Linked DNA regions of Sus scrofa: all the other regions are linked to region 1. The links are chromatin contacts, called in public HiChIP or PLAC-seq maps. All regions are on one chromosome and are shown on one strand. Each heading gives the region's core, a stretch centred on a gene start, on an enhancer-like site or on the middle of the called end of the contact. The rest is flanking DNA. Distances are from core to core; before and after follow the strand shown. Region 1 overlaps LOC106505748 (a long non-coding RNA gene). Region 2 overlaps LOC106505748 (a long non-coding RNA gene). Region 3 overlaps LOC106505748 (a long non-coding RNA gene).

The links. HiChIP or PLAC-seq counts read pairs in DNA pulled down with a chosen protein or histone mark.
Region 2: a contact with region 1 is called in an H3K27ac HiChIP or PLAC-seq map of alveolar macrophages. The contact joins two enhancer-like sites. A contact is called at or near these places in 2 of 2 datasets of contacts at active chromatin or transcription factors (alveolar macrophages and skeletal muscle).
Region 3: an H3K27ac HiChIP or PLAC-seq map of skeletal muscle shows a contact between it and region 1. The contact joins two enhancer-like sites. A contact is called at or near these places in 1 of 47 Hi-C or Micro-C datasets (skeletal muscle) and 2 of 2 datasets of contacts at active chromatin or transcription factors (alveolar macrophages and skeletal muscle).

Annotation. Positions count from the first base shown.
Region 1 is chr13:115,726,720-115,731,082 of Sscrofa11.1, reverse strand. All of the region lies in intron 1 of LOC106505748 (a long non-coding RNA gene), which reads right to left. It overlaps LOC110256521 (a long non-coding RNA gene), which reads right to left. Exons shown (of 2, transcript XR_002338117.1): 2 at 3,422-4,363. Among named protein-coding and RNA genes, the nearest start is that of TBL1XR1, 240 kb to the right of the region's middle. Within about 2 kb of position 2,077, at least 31 of the 83 cell types and tissues checked have an H3K27ac peak or open chromatin away from gene starts, as enhancers often do. A contact at or near this core is called in alveolar macrophages and skeletal muscle, where this site is marked.
Region 2 is chr13:115,970,619-115,974,981 of Sscrofa11.1, reverse strand. All of the region lies in intron 2 of LOC106505748 (a long non-coding RNA gene), which reads right to left. Among named protein-coding and RNA genes, the nearest start is that of TBL1XR1, 480 kb to the right of the region's middle. Within about 2 kb of position 2,396, at least 1 of the 83 cell types and tissues checked has an H3K27ac peak or open chromatin away from gene starts, as enhancers often do. A contact at or near this core is called in alveolar macrophages, where this site is marked.
Region 3 is chr13:115,946,076-115,950,438 of Sscrofa11.1, reverse strand. The region is part of intron 2 of LOC106505748 (a long non-coding RNA gene); the gene reads right to left. Among named protein-coding and RNA genes, the nearest start is that of TBL1XR1, 460 kb to the right of the region's middle. Within about 2 kb of position 2,043, at least 5 of the 83 cell types and tissues checked have an H3K27ac peak or open chromatin away from gene starts, as enhancers often do. A contact at or near this core is called in skeletal muscle, where this site is marked.

The sequences.
Region 1 (4,363 bases), core at 828-3,327:
CATAGCAACGCCAGATCTGACCCAAGTCTGCAACCTATACCACAGCTCATGGCAAAGCCAGATCCTTAACCCACTGAGCAAGGCCAGGGATTGAACCCGCAACCTCATGGCTCCTAGTCAGATTCGTTTCCACTGCACCATGACAGGAACTCCAGTTACTCAATTTTAAAAGCAAATTTAAGACATACAGTTAAAAATCACCTGAAAGAGATCAAAAATTTCTATCACAAACTTAATTTCCTTTCTAGATCATCTAAACATAGACTAAATAAATTATCCGGGTCATGCAATGAATCTGTCTAATACGTACGACCAGAATTAAGAGCTCTCCATATCTCAGGAAGCAAGTAAATCATCAAGTCAATATTGAGTATGAGTGGGAACTCTTCAAATTTTCTCCTGGCACAAGAAGTTGTCATTGTTTAGCCAACCTACTACACAGAGATCAGTGCTATACCATGCAGTCTGGCATTCAACAAACACTAATTCATGATTATGAGGCATACAACACAGTCTACTAAGATCCTGTATATTTTCAGTGATAAGTCACTATCATAGGCAGTGGCTGAATGATTAAGTTGGGGCATGGAGAAATATACCACGGAGGCCTACACAAATGCATTGATTTCATCTGAAATTAAAAACAATGATAGCCACAGCCATAAATATTTGTACAGGGTTTCATAGCTCAGGAAGATTTGCACACTTTAAGCCAAAGATTCTTACACTTCTACTCTGAAAGGCACAAAGGACTGAAAGAATTCCTCTTATTTCCATTCGATAAAGAAACATTGAAGTTATAAAGATTTAAATGATTCTTCCGAAGTCACAGATCTGAGATTCAAATCCAGACATCTTCCAGTGGCAAGTGCTACTCTGTTTCCTCCCCAGCAGCAGAAAGAAAGTCAAAATATTTATGAAATATCCAATTTCCCACTTTCACTGGGAAATGATCTAGGAAGAACTGTGGAAGGCAGAGAGGATCTAGAAAGTATATTTATGGAAACAGCAGAAGCGTTATGCATCATTGTGGGATTTTTCTTTCCCTATGCCCTGGGAGTCCCTGAAACACTGCTCCAGTAACAGTGACTGTCTAGGTCCAGATGTAGAATAAATTCTTATTGAAGTGTCATACAAATAGACAATCTAGAATTACTGAGAGTAAGTTACATTAGAAATCTGAAAAACACATAGCAAAAGTGTATTTTGGCAAGTGCCTTGAAGAATGGTAAATTCAATTCAACATATAGTGATTTAGTCTGCCTCCCATAAGCCAGGAAATAGTATTCCAAACTTGTGTTGTCCAGTGTGGTAGCCAATATTCACACACGGCTATTAAGGCAAAATTAAAGACACCAAAAATCCAGTTCCCAGTCACACTAGCCACATTTCAAGGCACTCAATAGCCATAGGAGGTTAGTAGCTAATTATAGAACAATTCCATGATCACAAAAAATTCTACTGAACAATGTTACTAGACTCTGAAGAAGAAATAACCAAGTCTCCCAAAGTAGCTCACATTCTCATAGAGAAAACACTCCACATGTACTCTAAAAATGCAGGAGTGTAACACTGGTCAGGCTCTCTAACAATGTCTTATAGGAGGTAACACAAAACTTCTGAAAGCATTCCAAATAGGTACAAGCTAATTAGAGGCTTTTCTCATCCCTTAAAGATGTCATGACATGTATCAAAATGTGATGCCTTCCATTTTCCTCATCGTACCAAGATTCTGCAGGGACCACACACCAGAATTAACATAAAATACTAGATAGTCTCTACAGCAGAAGTGTATTTCCTGTGCGTGGCCATCCTAAAGAACATGCCAGTCACCACAGTAGCCACAGCATAGGCTGCCCCTTATCCGTGAGAAAGGTCTGCCAGATTCACAGACTTCAATTGTTGACCCAGTCACTGGCTGGGTGTGCCTGAGAGCAGGAGGGTTGGAAGTAGAGGAGCAAGTGGTAACATGACTCAAGAAACCAGTGATCTGGGTGGTTACGTGTCATAGCAGTGAGCTCTCAGGACCCACCCTTCCTAGGTCAGCACCCTGGTCTTGAGCAGGGTTGTCTGGCTTCAGCTAGATGTCAGCAGAGCAGTCTGGCACATGACTCAGAGAGTTCTCCAGCCAATCTCACTGCTCCATACAGCCCCATCCTGTTTGTCCATTAGAGGTAAGCTTCTCTCTACCTCCGAAGCATCTCTGGTGTACTGGTCAGAAACGATCCCAATATTCAGCAGGGATCAGTGTGAGAAGGATGGAAACTTGAAAATCATCTTTCCCACACTCTGAATCTCAGAGAGGCACAAATAGAAGTGAAAGTCTTAAGGTCACTAGAACCAGGGTATCAGTGTCTGCACTTGTGAAATAAATGTTTCCACACAGAGATGTCATGGGGCCTCAGATGTCATGGTATTTCACCAGCATGACAGTCACCAACACTGCACTGTGCTCCTGTGCTGTCCCAGAAGCCAGTTCCCCACACCACCCTGCTGTGAGCAGTACCAGTGTTTAACTGTTCTCCGATGGGCAGGCTTATTTCTTTCTGCACTGTTCCTGTTTTAATCAAGGAACAACTCCCAATCAAAGACTTAGTCATTCTTCATGGGAAACACAACAGAAGCCCTTAGTAGGTATAGACCCCAACAAGAAAAATTCAGTTTGGGAAAAAAGATCAAGGCCTGTTGCCCCAAAACACTATAACTGGTAAAATCTCTACTATCATAAAACCTGATTCATCCAGGTCACACTGTCATTATAATTTCATTCTTGGAGGGTTTTAAATACTTCCAAATTTCAGTCACACAAGCTTCAGATGTGAATGGTCAACCCATAATCAGCTACTAATGCCTTAATAAGGATTAGGGTACAGCTCCCCAGATTAAGAATGGGACACCAGATGAACCCTATAAATTTAGCTCCCTATGAGTGGAAAGAGCCTCACAGAGGGAAATGTAGGATCAAATACAAAAACTTAACATACACTGAGATTGTGTATAGGGCAGGCTTCATATCTAATTGATAAAAAAAAATGAAGTTTTTTAATAGGTCACTGGCTCTTTAAATCCCAGTCTTGAAAAATCAGCCAGTGAACTAGTTTATGAGTCTGTGGGTACAGCACAGTGAAACATTTAATCAGGGAACAGAAAATCTCTGGAACAAATAAGCCACATGAATGCCTAGAAGTGGAAATGTTAACTAGTGATGTAAGTTCAGAGTACAGCTGTGTCCAAATGAGTCGGGCTTCTGGCCCAACAAGCAAAGTCTGTGAAAAGATATAGAAGAATTATATTGTTTTTCCTGAACTCAAAACAGTGGACTTTTGCCATGTTAATTCAGAGTTTCTGGGATGAGATAACAAGAAATTAAGAAAGCAGAATGGAATGGTTTTAAAACAAATACTTCCTCAGTTATTGTGTTGAGGAGACAGGGTTGTATTTTTTTTTTTTTTTTTCTTTTGGCAGAGGAATGAGTAGACATCTTTCAGGAGATATGCCTCAGATTTATTTCAATGACCTTATAGTCTGGGTATGATGGCACCAAAAATACACTCCGTTTATTAGTTAAGGTCTAACAAATCACATTTTGTGTTTTAGGACAATTCATAAGCCCTCATGGTTCATTCGGGCCACAAGACATTGCTGAACAGACCACAATGTCAGTGCCTGCCTTGGCTTCTCTGTACTCATGGTGGAAGAATGGTTCCAAGAACCTTGCAGAGTGTGACTTTGTGCTAAACCAATCATAATTATCCAATGACATGAGATAGACCTCAAAGTATCAGTCATTATATAGGCTTTGGGTGGAAAATAAATTAGTTTCAACAGGTTCTGATCAAAACTGTTCTTGAAAATAATAACTATCGCATACTCAGGCTTATGTTTGTCAGGCACAAAGAGTTTCAAATACATTTTCTCTATTTTCTAGAGATAGGCACTATTATTTTTCCCACTTTATATTTAAGGTTTAGCATTTTTTTAAACTTGCCCACAGTTAGTTTGGTATGGCAGAGCCAGGGCCTCCAGGAGAGGCACTGGAATGCCTCTGCTGGCAACAACATCAAGCTACACTAAAGCAGTTTTCAGCTGAATGGAGCAAAAAAAAAAATTTACCAAGACAAATAACCAGCAAACAGTATAAAACTGTATGTAATAAAAAGGTGAATAGTGAAAAAGATATTCTCAAGTCTTAGAGAATTTCAGCAAAAGAGAATCCAGATGGGAAAGTGAAGACAATGCTGGCCTTTGGAGTGGCTGTGACAGCACAGATACACAAGCAAAGGTGAGAATAACAGGAGGAAGAGATTAGAAGGCATGGGAGTTAATCAAGAGGCCAGACTGAGCAAATAGCACAGGAGAGAAA
Region 2 (4,363 bases), core at 1,147-3,646, 240 kb before region 1:
CATGAACTGTAAGGTTAAGATCACAGGATTAAAACTCCTCCACACTTCTCCACATTAATTCAGAGTCCACTCACTCTCTTTCTGCCTTCACTGTTCTCTGTCTGCACTTGCTTTTGAAAGCTGTTCTCTCCACTGTCTAACCTATCCCTTTCCATGAAATAAGGTCTGCTCCTACAAGTGTCCTTGTTATAGCAATGCTTCCATTTTTCCCTCATAGCCAGCTCATTCCCCTCTGCATACAAAATACTCAGGTCATCCTTACCCTAAAAATCACTAACAATGAAATATTTAATATCCTACCTTAGCCCAAAGCCGACACCCTAGCTTTTTCTGTTCAAGCATAAGCAAACCTCTAAAAGAAAGCACTGCTGTTATACAAGGGGGGATACAGGTTTTGTGGGGCCTACAGATTATGCAATATTGGGGCAGAAGAGTTCCTTAAAATACAGAATTCAAAATTATGAATAAAAAATTAAGTACAAAAGTGAATATTTATTTAGAATGAGAAAAAATGCAATAAATTAAAATTTTAAAAAACAAGCATGAGAAAAGTATGGAGGTACCTTAGAAAACTATACACGGAACTACCATTTGACCCAGCAATCCCACTCTTGGGCATATGTCCGGACAAAACTTTCCTTAAAAAAGACACATGCACCCGCATGTTCATTGCAGCTCTATTCACAATAGCCAAGACATGGAAACCCAAATGTCCATCAACAAATAAATGTATTAAGAAGATGCGTTTTATATATATATATATATATATATATATATATATATATATATAAATAGTGGAATACTACTCAGCCATCAAAAAGAACAAAATAATGCCATTTGCAGCAACATGGTTGGAACTAGAGACTCTCACACTAAGTTAAGTAGGTCAGAAAGAGAAAGATACATACTATATGATACCACATATCTGGAATCTAGTATATGGCACAAATGAACCTTTCCACAGAAAAGAAACTCATGGACACGGAGAACAGACTTGTGGTTGCCAAGGAGGGGGTTAGCGGGATGGACTGGGAATTTGGGGTTAATAGATGCAAACTATTGCCTTTGGACTAGATAAGCAATGGGATCCTGCTGTATAGTACTAGGAACTATGTCTGGTCACTTGTGATGGAGTATGATAATGTGAAAGATCACATACATGTGTGTGTGACTGGGTCACCTTGCTGTACAGTAGAAAATGGACAGAACACTGTAAACCAGCTATAATGGAAAAATTAAAAATCATAAAAAAACATTAAAAATATATGAAAATAATGTAATATTTTAAAACTATCTGGCCTCCATAACATTTTCCCCCTTATTTTTACCACGTTCTCTTTGATTCCTTCTTCATTTGGTAAGGGCTCAATCTGTCTTTCAGCATAGTTAATTTTTTTAAATGTGTTCATTATTTACAGGTTAGAAAAGTTTTAGCTTCCTACTCCATTATTGGTAACATATAAGTCTGAAGAATTTTTTTCTCAAATTTATAAAAATCTCTTATCAAGTTTCATATCTGAGCTGAACAATTTCAGAACAGTTCAAGGTTTTGTGTGTGTGTGTGTGTGTGTGTGTGTGTTGTGACTAATATTAAATCCTTTAGCTGGCGACACCCATTAACCAGTTTGCCACTGATGTTTCATCACAGTGCAAGATCATGAATTTTAGGTTATTTTATCTGATAGGAGAGAATTTGCATTTTGACTAGGCCCTGACAAGAATCAGATCCTCTTTTTCCAATCTTACACATCTCAGAATTAAAAGGTCATTTTCACATACTAGGTTCTGGCTCTGTATATTTCAAAGCTTTTCTCCTCCACATTTTCCCCAGTGCCAGGCGTCAAAAGACAGATTTACACTTGGTGTCACTGACTGATGAGCTGGCCCTAGTAGGTTGAGGGAGAATTCCTGGGACTATTAGTAGTAACTTAACTATATGTTAACTTGATGTGAACCACACAGTATATTCCCTTAAACCCTAACTTTAGTTCCCTAAGTGGATACTTAAATGCTATTCACAACAGCAGGGGAATTGAGAGTGAAGGAGGGTCTGAATAGAAAGATTGCAGTGGTCTCAAATGATTGCACTTAAATATTGTGTTTTATTTACTGAATGGTTGCTTTCTGCCAAAACCCACACATTGAAAGCCTAATCCCCAGTGTGATGGTATTTGGAGATGGGTCCTTTGGGAAGTAATTAGGGGTAGATCAGGTCATGGTGGGGGGTGGTGGTGAGGGGAACCCTCCTGATAAGACTAATGCTTTTATATGAAAGGGTCTCTCTCTCTCCTTCTCTTCTCCAACCCCCAACCTTGTGAGGCAACAGGGAGAGAAAACGCTGTCCGTAAACCAGGAAGAAGATGCAACCTGACCATGCTGTCATGCTGACATCAGACTTCCAGGTTTCAAAACTGTGAGAAATACATTTCTGTTGTTTAAGCCACCCAGTCTATAGAACTGTGTTAAAGCAGCCAGAATAGACTAAGTCAAATATCTTACATGTGAGAGTTTTACAGATTACATAACCAAGGGAAGGCACTGCTAGTAAATCCTGGGGCTTGGGAAAGGTCTAGAAGGTAAGGGACTTGGAACTGAAGGCTAATTGGCTTACTGGTGTTTCTGCCTTGGCATTAGAATTTCCTCAGGAAATTTCCTCTAGGTTCTGCCCCTTTATACAGATTTGCCCTCCTTGCCACTTAACCCCTTTCTGCAACTCAGCAAGGACCAGCTAACTAATACAGCATCTTTTTCCCAGGCTTTATTCTTCTAAACCTTCTGCCTTCTTTCTCTGAGCTACTCCCTTAACTGGCACCTTCCTGACTCACTCACTGCTTCTCTCTCTCTTGCTCATCCTCCCATCTCCCCCTTGTCCTCCCAACAAGAAGATGCTTTCCCACGTTCTGCCCAACTCCTTTCTTCTATGGAAATCTTCCTTGGAAATCTCATTCATTCACACATTTATGTCATCAGCTCAGTGTCTATGTTTGCTCCAGTCTCCTTTCTCTAGAGAAAATATTTCTCTCTAGAGCCAGTTTCATTGCCTGCTAATGTACCATCAACACCTCAGTTCAATGTCTTTTCCCCACACTGGCTCTACTTTCTTGGCTACAAGTTGTCTATTAATGCTGAGAAATCACTGTTGACTCCTGTTTTCCCCTTGACCACCATATTTCTTTTACCCATTTCCTTGTCAACTATCCTACTTCTAACCTTAGCATCTTTTTTTTTTTTTTTTTTTTTTTTTTTGTCTTTTGACTCTTCAGGGCCACACCCACGGCACATGAAGATTCGCAGGCTAGGGGTCTAATCGGAGCTACAGCTGCTGGCCCACGCCAGAGCCACAGCAAAGCCAGATCTGAGCCAAGTCTGCGACCTACACCACAGCTCACAGCAACGCCAAATCCTTAACCCACTGAGCAAGGCCAGGGATCGAACCTGCAACCTCATAGTTCCTAGTTGGATTCATTTCCTTTGTGCTATGAAAGGATCGCTAAAGGATAGTAAAAATCCCTCAACTGCTCCAGAGGATTCTACAACTTTTCCCCTCCTTTCTACAGGATGGTTCTTACTTCTCCTCAGAACTGCCATATGCTTTTCATGTTTCTGATAGAATTTTATATTTCATCCTGTATTTATGTGGCATTAACTAACACATAAAATACATATAATGTGCTAAGCATTTTGCACTATCTTATTTAATTCTCATACCTGCTCTGTTATTAGCTATTATTAACATGATTTTTATTTGTATTTTAAATGGAGAACCTAAGCCTTAGAAAAATGAGTAACTTGTGGATAAGCAATGATATCCTGCTGTATAGCACAGGGAACTATATCTAATCACCTATGATGGAACATGATAGAAGATAATGTGAGAAAAAGAATGTACATGTATATGTATGACTGGGTCACTTAGCTGTACAGCAGAAATTGATAGAACATTGTAAATCGACTATGCTAGAAAAATCTTACAAAAATAAAAAAAAAATAGTTAAGCCAACCCCCCTCAGAAAAAAAAACAAAAACAAAAAAAAAAAGAAAGAAGAAAAATGAGTAACTGCCTCAAGGTCACACAGAAAGTGGCACAGTCAGAATTTGGATGCAGCTTTCTGACTACAAATAACTGTGAGCTTAATCACCAAAACTAACAATACATAATTTCTACCATTTATTATGTACTTATCATGTGCTCTATAAACTTCACATTACCCTATGAGGATATACTATCATCATCCTCTTTTTATGAAGAAGAAAACTTAAGCCCCCAAACTTTATGTCATCCCCTAAGGTGTCCTAGCTGGTAATGGCAGAGCTACTACTAAAGATGGGCCATTTGGATTCAGAGCTCATACTGCTAATCATG
Region 3 (4,363 bases), core at 794-3,293, 220 kb before region 1:
CCAGTCCATTTTCTTCTCCACATGTCCCTTCTCCTTGCTAATTAGCCTGCCTGTACTAGACCATTACAAGTCTCCTCCGTCCCGATCGATGCAGTGTAGAAGTGTGGATGAGCAGACTTAGCTAAATTGATGAATGATTCCTAAGGCTTTGGAGACTGTTGTGTGACATCGGTTGGACCCAGGTGAAATGGTAATCACCAGTGTATAAATGATTTGGACACTGTAATTTCCCCCTGTGATTTAGTTTGTTTTCTTCTGTTGATTTATTTAGAATGTGCTCTGCTACCTCTTCCAACCTTGCTACACATTGAGCACCAATAAACGTCAAACAGATTAGACAGGCCCATTACTCAATGGGCACATTTCTAAAAATGGTACAAAGGTGAAATCCCAGCAGTTTGAGATGATTGGAGTATTTATAGGATGTTAGGAAAACATCTGCTTCAAAGATTCAGAGGTTCGAGAGTTGATGTAATGTTTTATTAGGAGACTACACCACCACTAGTCACTGTACAGAAAATATTAAGCCATTATAGAGTGAATGAGTTTTGAGTACCTATTATATAGAATGGGCTGTACAGAGATTGGCCTTCTAATAGCCACTTAGAGTGAATACATTTTGCTTTTATCAAAAGGGAAGAGAATGGGCTCATTTTTATAGCTCTGCTCAAAGATAAATGTGGGTAAAAAGAGGTACTTTTTTTTTTCTACACTGACCACTTAGGTTTGAGTATATAGCATCCTTGCTCTGGTATAATGTCATGAGTCTTAAGCAAACAAAAGGTGGCAACAATTCACTAGAACTAATCTCGAATTTTTATTTATCTTTATCATTACTATAGTGGCCATTAATAGATCACCAATTATAGAGCCAAATATTGTGTATATCTCATTCACCTTTATAGGAATCCTAAAATAAGGGTATGATTATTCTGCTTTTACGTGTGAGAAAACTGGGACTTAACAGAGGTTAAGTAATTTCCTTATGATCACATACTTAGTAAGTGGTAAAGCTGGATTCTAACTCAATCAGGTGAATTCCAAAGTCTTTGCTTTTGCTGTTACTGTCATCACTTGTGCAGAAAACAATCAGCTTAAGGTCAAAATAGCAACCACCAGGATAGGTTGTTCCAGTTATTTTATAATCACAAGAAGTTTACAGTCTCCTTCAAGGAACTGTCCAGAATAATGTTGGTGGTGACACACAATTGCTAATAGACTAGTTCTAGAATCACACCTCTGCAATCTCTCTTTCATCAAGATTTAATTACATCTCTGGTATTTCTTTGTGATGCTGTTCCCTTTCCCTAACTAACGGGGTAGCTGGTGGAGAGCCTGCAGACAATGTAGCAATTTGCCTAAAGAGGGGGAAAGATAGAATGTGAGCTAGGCTTGGCAGGGGACAACCAGAATTTCCAGTCTACAATGCTAAATTCATCATCTAGTTTTATATACATACACAGATGTACACATGTGTGTATATGCACATGCACATACCAAAAAAGAAATAAGGAAAGGAGGGAAGGATGGCTTTCTTCCTTTTGCTTTGCGTTTCTGAGGAAATAGCAGTTGGAGTAATCATTTATTAATCACAAATTTTGGTGCTATGTCTTTAGAACAGAAAAACATCACTTGATTTTCCATGCATATTCTGCTAATTGGTAGGTTTTGCCTCTCAACTAAACTGTAAAGGGAAAGGGTGCATACTAAACCGATTGCCCTACTTAGGCAGCTCCTGGCAGGAATGCTGAGATGGATTAACATGCATAACAGAAGGCTTATGTGACCCTGGGAGACAGTAGAACCTGAAATAACCTTAATATCCTGTCAACTTTCATTACCAGACCCCACTGAACAAGTAAAGCCTATTTAACAATCTGTCTGGGAAGGAAAAATCCATATCTTGTTTTTTAACCAGGATTTTTCATCCTGTTCCTTTTTATCCTGGGGATATTTTCTTCCACCTCACTTCTCAGAGCAACATCACTGAACTAGACCAAGTTATATGGTGTCCTGATTTCATTAAATTTCTCGGCGTGGAGTGCCACAGCCCTTGCTGCCACAGCCCTCACTTTACAAACATGCCCTCAAAAGTCAGAAATGCAGGATCTGTATTGAACAACTGGTAGTCCGGGGCCTAGCAGTGTGTTTGGGCAGAAATAACTCCATCTTGACAGTTGGCCAGGTTCAGTGCTAGGAAGCTGTTTGAGCTCAAGAAAGAGAGGAAGAATGAGTCAACCTAAAGAGTCAAAAAGCAAGAATATCTTGAATAAGCACCTGGGCTTTCTCAGAAACACACAAATCCAGATATCTTGTCAAGTTGTCAACTGTATTTGCTAAAGGCATCTTGAGGTACCTCGGCATGCCAAGTGTTGTATGTTCCTCAAGGGAGGTGTTTATGAGGAAATTCTAAAAATACCAGAGCACTAAAATAAATCCAAAATAACTGCATTCCTGTAGCTTTTTAACAGCACTTTCAAGAAATAAACAATTCTCTCAGGCTCAGTAAATGCTTTCCCAAATTTCCAATTCAGATGTCATATCCTGAGGTTCCAAATTTCCTCCATTCACAAGGCATAGCTTAGCTATGGATTCAATTCTGTCTCATTAGAGGAACTGATACCATGCTTTTTAAAAAAATCACTAGGCAGTATACAGAGACCTGGATTCTACAAATTAGCAGATGTGTGGCCTTGAGCAAGTCATTTTCTCATCTGAACCATGAAAAGGAAGGGGAAGTATTCAAACTTGAGTTATTGAGCATGCTGGGCACTTTGCTACCACTGTCTTATGTAAAGTTTACACTAAAAAGTTTCCAATACTTCTTCTAATTAATTGTCTATTCTTAGTAAATACTAAGTGCTTAAAATGATTTAGCAAATGTCTGTTAGAGACTCTGTGGGCCAGGGATAGTACTGCAAGAGTCATTAATATCAATTTGAGAAATACTAAAGGATTTTTACAGACTTTTTTTTCTTCCTCATGGCAAACCAGGTCTCTAGGCTTTTTTTTTTTCCCAAAAACTCAGAAAAAAATTTTTTTCTTTTTACGGTTACACCTACAGCATATGGAAGTTCCTGGGCCAGGAGTCAAATCGAAGCTGCAGCTGCCTGCTTACAACACAACCCCAGCAACACCAGTTCCTTAACCCCCTCAGGTTAAGGGCCAGGGATTGAACCTGAATCCTCGCATAGACAATGTCTGGTCCTTAACCTGCTGAGCCACAGGAACTCCCAGAAAAATGGTTTCTTATGGTATTAATGGGGCCAGTTCATTACCTTGCCTATCACATGATCATGTCAGTAATGTGTCATTTTACTCCTTAAGGAATTCATCAATTTCTCCCAGTGAGATGTACTGTGACTTCACTTATTTGAGCTCTAATACCTTTTTTTGTAAATTGTAATCCATAAATTAGATGTTGAATTGAAAAGAATAATGAATTGAATTAGGGAACTGAGTTTGAGTTCTGGCTGTGGCACTAACTTGCTGGACAATTTACTGTCTGTTTGGGTCTCATTTTCCTGATATGAAGAATTTGGGATTGATGATTTAGCTTATTCCTACGGCTTTAAAAGATGTGGGGGTGGGGTGGAAAGGGAAAGCTTTAGTCCTAAAGCTGCCCTATGCAATGCAGTAGCCACTAGACACATGTGACTACTGAGCACTTGAAATGTGGCTAATACAAATTGAAATGTGAAAAACAGATGTAAAATATGTCATTAATAAATTTATATTATTGATTACATAATGAGGTGATTAGTATTTTGGATATGTTGGTTTAAATGCCATATATTATTAAAATTAATCTCACCTCTTCTTACTTTTTATTTTCATGTGGTTAGTAGGAAATTTAAAATAACTCCTAAAAAAAAATAAAATAAAATAAAATAAAATCACTCCTGTGGTTCACATCTGTGGCTTGCATTCAGTTTCTACTGGACAGTTCTGGCCTAAACCCTCTCAGTAACCCTCTTACTAAAAAGCCATAAGCTTGTGAAGAGTTAAGTAGGTCATCTTGTTCTGGTCTGAATTTTAAAAGAGAAAAAAAGAAAAAGAGGAAAATGAGGAAACAAGCTTTGTCCATGAAGGGGACTGCCCTGCCACCTGACCAGGAATCCACGGAGGAGTTCCACTTCTCCTCAAAGCCAGGGCCTTTGTTATGCAGATTTGAGTGAGATCTAGCTCAAGAGAAGACCCCCTGACTTTACATTAGAAGAAGCAGATAGCTAGGGACAGAAGAAAAACATGAGCCACTGGAAGGGAAAGGGCCTGGGAGGAAGGGTTTTAGGGGAGCTTCGAGGGGGAAGAAGAGGCTCTTTCCCTTCACTTTTCCATCCTTTATCTTTCATTTCCTACTTCA